Linked DNA regions of Sus scrofa: region 2 is linked to region 1. The links are chromatin contacts, called in public promoter capture Hi-C maps. All regions are on one chromosome and are shown on one strand. The core of a region is the stretch at or near the end of the contact, and the rest is flanking DNA. Distances in the headings are between cores, read along the strand shown. Region 1 overlaps TARDBP (TAR DNA-binding protein 43). Region 2 holds the start of FBXO44 (F-box only protein 44).

Evidence for each region. Promoter capture Hi-C pulls out the DNA fragments that hold promoters and counts their contacts.
Region 2: a promoter capture Hi-C map of liver shows a contact between it and region 1, with 5 times the contacts expected there. The contact joins the promoter of FBXO44 here to the enhancer-like site in region 1. A contact is called at or near these places in 2 of 5 promoter capture datasets (fetal skeletal muscle and liver), 8 of 47 Hi-C or Micro-C datasets (alveolar macrophages, embryonic fibroblasts, mesenteric adipose tissue and 4 more) and 1 of 2 datasets of contacts at active chromatin or transcription factors (alveolar macrophages).

Annotation. Positions count from the first base shown.
Region 1 is chr6:71,224,124-71,227,262 of Sscrofa11.1, reverse strand. All of the region lies in intron 7 of TARDBP (TAR DNA-binding protein 43), which reads right to left. MASP2 (mannan binding lectin serine peptidase 2) reads left to right here. Exons shown (of 10, transcript NM_001163648.1): 10 at 1,105-2,626. The coding sequence ends at 1,868. Among named protein-coding and RNA genes, the nearest start is that of TARDBP, 12 kb to the right of the region's middle. Within about 2 kb of position 1,557, at least 1 of the 83 cell types and tissues checked has an H3K27ac peak or open chromatin away from gene starts, as enhancers often do. A contact at or near this core is called in liver, where this site is marked.
Region 2 is chr6:71,745,727-71,748,865 of Sscrofa11.1, reverse strand. It overlaps FBXO44 (F-box only protein 44), which reads right to left and starts at 1,656. Exons shown (of 5, transcript XM_021095338.1): 1 at 1,447-1,656. FBXO2 (F-box only protein 2) reads left to right here and starts at 1,601. Exons shown (of 6, transcript XM_021095335.1): 1 at 1,601-1,723. The coding sequence starts at 1,702.

The DNA.
Region 1 (3,139 bases), core at 308-2,807:
GCAGAAACCTAATGCTGGCACCTGGCTCTTAGACCAACTTCTTATTTCCAAATAACATGTTCTCATTATCCCCTTTCCATATGGAGAGGCTGTGAGGTGCTGACTACATCAGTCATGAGATTACTTTTGACCCTACAACTAGGCAAGCATAAAAAATTAAATGATTTTTAAAATTATCTTGAACCATTTATACGCTTATAAACATGAGTTCTTCTGTTACTTTTCTTCTCTATAAAAATGCTATTAAAACCCAAAGCTAATAACTTCATTATTTCCCTAAGCAACTGTTTTCAATGACTTCTAGTTTTTAAACATTAATGCAATTTGCCTTTAATAGTACTTAAAAAAATGTTTTACCAGAACTGGCTGTTAAAATATAGTTAGTGATTAAAAATCAGAAAGGTAGTAATATATTCACTACCCCTTTGTTACTTGGCTTAGTTTTTTTTTTTTTAAACTCTATCTTAGCTTATCATGTCTAAGTTTTATTCTGCCACAACAGAAAACATTAATGAGTATACTTAGCAACATATATAGTAAATTCTAGTGTTTGGAACAATCAACTGGACAGAAAATAATTTCTGAACCTGAAGGTTCCTGGCTACAACTGCAACACTGTAATTTTTAAAACATTTAAATGTTCAAAGGCGAAAGTAATATTGCAAATCTTGTGACAATGACCTTAGTTTCTGCCGTCCCAGAACTATATATATGGTAAATACCCCCAATTTTACAAGCAGGAAAAAGCAGCAATGAAAAAGTCATTTCCTTTTACTTCCTATGCACATCAGCTCAGACAGTTTCTGTTTGCCCTATTAAAATAATTTACCCAATTGTGAGACCAAATTATTTTAGCAAAACAAATTAGTTTATAAAAGTTAATTTTCACACACCTCATTTTCTGAGGAGCTAAGAAATAGCAAATGTTTTTATAGGGTCTTTAAACAGTTTTAAGCAGCCTCACTTGCCTGTATGTATAGGTGGACGACTCATGTGATACAATTTTTAGCTGACAGTAAATACACACAACCCCAAAGTGGTAGTAACTGAAGAAAAAGGCTCTATACATCTATAAAGGCTCTATACATCTGCTTCTTCCCCCAGTTTGTGGACTATCAACCCGTACTACAGAAGGTCGTATATACGGAGGACAAAAAGCAAAGCTTGGGGATTTTCCCTGGCAAGTCCTGCTATTTGGTGAAACTATGGCAGCAGGTGCACTTGTATCTGACGACTGGATCCTAACAGCTGCTCATGCTGTATATAAACAAAAAGAAGATGCCTCCTCCCTAGACATTAGGTTGGGTGTCTTGAAGAGACTGTCACCTCATTATACACAGGCCTGGGCCGAGGCCATTTTTATACATGAAGGTTATACTCACAATGCTGGGTATGATAACGACATAGCACTGATTAAATTGAAGGACAAAGTTGTTATCAATAGCAACGTCATGCCTATCTGTTTGCCAAGAAAAGAAGCCGAATCCTTCATGAGGACAAATGACATTGGGACTGCATCTGGATGGGGATTAACCCAAAGGGGTTTTCTTGCCAGAAATCTAATGTCTGCTGACCTGCCCATTGTTGACCACCAGAAATGTGTTGCTGCCTTTGAAAAGAAGTCCGATCCAGGGGTGCGGGTAACTGATAACATGCTCTGTGCAGGTTTAGAAAGTGGGGGCAAGGACAGCTGTAAAGGCGACAGTGGGGGAGCATTAGTGTTTCTAGATGATGAGACACAGAAGTGGTTTGTGGGAGGAATAGTGTCCTGGAGTTCCACTAATTGTGGGGAAGCAGGTCAATATGGGGTCTACACAAAAGTCATTAACTATATTCCTTGGATCAACAACATAATTAATAATTTTTAAATCCAATCAACAAATGATCCCTTGTTTTAAAAAATCATCTTTAAAGACCTTAGCAGCAAACTGACCTGAAAAACATTAACATGACAGCTGCCATTCCACTCCAAAACCAAACCAAAGTATAGGCGAGATTGCCTTTCAGGTACTTCTCCAACTTGCTGGGTTTTCACCGCTTATTCTTTGATTTAAGGGGACCTAAACCAGTGAGGTGATATTCACCTTTACCAACCCAATAGCAGCTCATTGGTTAAATGTGTATTTACTTACAAAGTCCAGTGTCTTTTTGTCCTTGTGCCTTTCTGTAAACTGCCTGTTCATATTAACTATTATTCTGTTTTTTGGATTTAGTGACCTCTGAGAGGTTACATATCACAGCAGTATTGGTTCAGGAACTACCCTGAATCATGGTTTTTTGGGGTTAGATAAATTGGATACTTTAGCCTAGGCTGGGTATGGACTGATTTCTACGTTAAAATCAATACTGTAATTTTTCACGTATCAAACTAGCAGACAAAAAAGAACATGGAACAGCTCTATTTCACACTGTTGAAGACAACATGAATTTTCTCTGAAGTACAACCTGGCAATATATTTCAGAAGTCTTAAAAGCATTCATCATCTTTGAACTGGTAATTCCAATGCTAAGTTTTAAATTTAGTGAGGATGTTCCTAGCACTTGGAAATAACCTAATGTACAAATTCAGGCGACAATTCAATCAAATGTGGCATTTCCATAAGATGAAATACAACATGAAAAGTATTAGAAATCTGTAGTGGTTTTTTTCCTTCTTACCATGACCTAAATTAAATAGCTGGGCGCACTTAATAGATCACAGAGCATACAACAGCAGAATATAGAACTCACGTATACAATCAAAAGACTTAGCTAGTATTCAACAAGAAATTATTCTAATTATCACATACATCTTCTGAATTCTAAGTAGTACTTAACATGTTTTTTCCTAAGAATATTTAAGCTCTGATTTAACCTTAAAAATCTCTCATTCTAGTTGTCCACTCCTCTCTCAAAAGTTTTAATGGCTAACATTTAACAAAGTTTTTCATTCTAGCCAGATTAACCATTGTATGTAAAAATTTTGAGTTCTAACTTCCTGTGCATATTAATTGCATTTTTTTTTTTTTTTTTTTGCCGCATCCATGGCACGTGGAAGTTCCTGGGGCCAGAGACTGAAACCGTGCCACAGCCACAGCAGTGACTATGCCAGATCCTCAACCAGCTGTGCCACCAGGGAATTGCTAAAGTGCAATTTTTT
Region 2 (3,139 bases), core at 407-2,906, 520 kb before region 1:
GTTCGAGGAGCCTGAGACACAGCGGAAGCGCAGTAAAAGGTGAGCTCTAATTTTTTTACAAGCATCTCACAATAGTCTCTGAGGGGAGCTAAGGAGGCAGAAAAGGTGGCAGCATCTGCCCAGAGGTACACAGACAGGAGCAGAGGGGAAAGGAGCCAGAGCCTTCTCTGGGTCTAGAGCCATTAGAGCCAGTCTTTTTTTTTTTTTTTTTTTTTTTTTTGGTCCTTTCAGGGCTGCACCTGCGGCATAGAGAGGTTCCCAGGCGAGGGATCGAATCGGAGCTGTTGCTGCCAGCCTAGGCCGAGCTACAGCAACGCCTGATTCGAGCCTCCTCTCTGGCCTAACACCACAGCTTACGGCAACGTCAGATCCTTAACCCACTGAGCGAGGCCAGGGATCGAACCCGCAACCTCATAGTTCCTAGTAGATTGGTTCTCGCTGCGCCACGACGGGAACTCCTAGAGCCAGCCTTTTTCAATAGGCCTGACCGTCTTTAGAGTGGGAATAATCCGCAGCCCTGCAGCCTCTCTGGTGCCTTCTGCATTCTCTCTCCCATTCTCAAAACGGACGAGGGAGAGAACGTGTGGGGGGAGGATAATGACCATTGTCTCTGACGTAGGACCAAAGCGCTCAAACCACCTTCTGCGGAGGAAATGATCTAACTGGCTGGGACTGGAGGAGGCGTGAGTGATGGGGAACGGCCTTTCCTATACCCTTACTCCCACCGCTGTGGCTGGGCTCCAGCCCCAGGTGCCCCCCCACCGCGCGCGCCTTGGATTTCCCATCCCGCCTTGTGGCTTTCAAATGTCCCCCAAAGTCGAGGCTCGGACCCCTGCGCATCGATGGAGACCCCAGCTGGGGTTCGCGCCCGCGCCGCCGCTCGAGGCCGCGCCGAGCAACCCCGCGGCCTGGGCCTTGTCGGCGCCAGGCCTCCCTCTGCGCACTGCGGCGGGGCCGGGAAACGCCGAGCCCGCCCGCCCGCCCGCCCGCCCGGCCCCCGCACGCACCCCGCGCCCGCGCCCCGCGCCCACTCCCGCAGGTCACCTGCACTCGGCCGCCGCTGTGCGATCCCGCTCGGTGGCCGGGGCTGAGCCGGGCTCGGCCTGCGGTCGCCCGTGGGTGCGGCCCCGCCCCGGCCCTCCAGGCCCCGCCCCGGCCCCGCCTCCGCCGCCCGACCGGGTCCCAGCGGCGCGGGGAGCGAGAGTCCTGGGACGCGCCCCCCGCAGAGGTAGGAAAATTACCTCGAGGTGGGGGCGGTGCCAGGAGGAGCCTCGGCTTCGCTCCCTCCGCCTGGGCGGCGCGCCCCGCACCCTCCGCCTGACCCAGACTCTCCCTGTTCCCTCGCCGCCGCCTCCCAGCAGCCAGCCCAGGGCGGCGCTGGGAGCCGTTCCGAACCGGACTCCCCCCACCCCCATTAAAACACAAAAACCAAACCCGACCCCTGACCTTTCCTGGCCTCCTTGTCGGTCCTCCAAGGAACCGAGAGCTTCAGGCCTCCGGCTGATCGCTCGGGACTGCTGGGCGTCCGGGCGCAGGGCCAAAGGCGGGGGGCGGGGGGGCCTTTAAGAGGCGCGGCCGGCGGGGACCCGACCCAGACGCGGGCAGCGCCTGGACTCGCCGCCGCCGCCGCCGCCGCCGCGGGACTCGGACAGCCCCGCAGTGCTCCGGCTCCTCCTCCTCTCGCGACCGCCCTCCGCAGCGATGGACGGAGACGGTGACCCAGGTAGCCGCTGCGGCCGGATCCACTCGCTTAACCCAGGAGGGGAGACCGGGGCAGGCGGGCGAGTACTGCAGAGAGGGGACATCAGAGACCAAGACCCCTGGCCCCCTCACCACCTCCCGCCCCGACCCAGCGCGGCACACTTTCACCCAAGCAAAGCCCTTGAGACAGTCTCAAAAGAGCACAGCCCTCTGTCTGCGGGAGGCCCCAAGAGATGGCAGGCAAGGAGGGAGACCCAGGAAATAGCATACGAATAATGCCACGTTCCTGCCTCCTCGCAGCTTCCCGAGGGTTTGTCCCGCGGGGTCTGGAACCCATCTGGCATGCAATAAGCCACAAGCCTCTTTCTTCCATCAGCTTCTTCCGTTTGCCAACTCTGGCCCCTGAGTTGCCTAAATCCCAGTGGATTTCTTGGGGTTACTAGCCTCTCCCCATCCCATCCTAGCCTTCCTCCTGGGATCCGTTATCTGGAGGGGCTGTCCTTTATTTGGGTGACTGCGTGCCCAGTGGGGACCCGGGAGGGCTGGGGGCGTCGCCTGTAGTCAATGCTCCGGTTTTTGAGACTGCCCAGTCATCTCCTCTGGTACCAAAGGCCCCCTGCCTCCCTGCTGGGCCTGTAGGGGTTGTCTGCTGAGTCAGGGTGGGAAAGAGAGCTGCTCGAGCATCCCCACACTCCCTGCTCACCAGGCCTACCTGAGAGTGGCCATTGCTTGGGGAGGCAGAGGTAACAAACTGATGCTCACGCAGGTACCCGAGCCCTCCGCCCCGCCCCCCATCCCTGAAAATCCTAGCTCCTTCGGCCCCTGCTCCCAATCTGTGGCCCCTTTGCCACACCCTTTATAGGGCCCCAGAATGGGTTCCTGCTTTTTCCCAGGGCCAAGTGAATCAGCCTTGGAGGCAGCTTCCAGGGGCCAGATAACTTCCCGAAGGCAACAATGTAGGGAGTTGTGTGAGCTTGAGAGGGGGTGGGGGGCCCTGTAATTAGATCTGGGGCCTTGAATGCCAGGCCTGGGGCCAGGAGAGGGGACCGGGCGAGGTGCACCTTTCGGGGGAGCATCAGGTGTCCACCAGGGCAGGACAGGGCAGGGCAGGGCAGGGCAGGGCAGGGGGAGGGGTGGAGAGGTGAGGACACTGAGCCCAACTCCCCAGAGAGCTGTGGGCGGCAGGATGGGCAGGTGACGTGGCTCCAGGGCAGGCATTTTCCTCTCTGCCTTTCCACTGCTCTGCCCTGCGACTTGGGAGCAGCCAGTAAGCCTCTCTGGGCCTCAGTTTCTTCCTTGCACAGGGAAGGATAAAGACCCACATCTTAAAGATGTGGCCAAAAAGAAAAACCAAAATGCAAATAATGAAAGGAACTGTGTTGAATAATGAGTCACTAAATAAGACTTACTGAGGACTCACTATGTGCTCTGGGCTCCA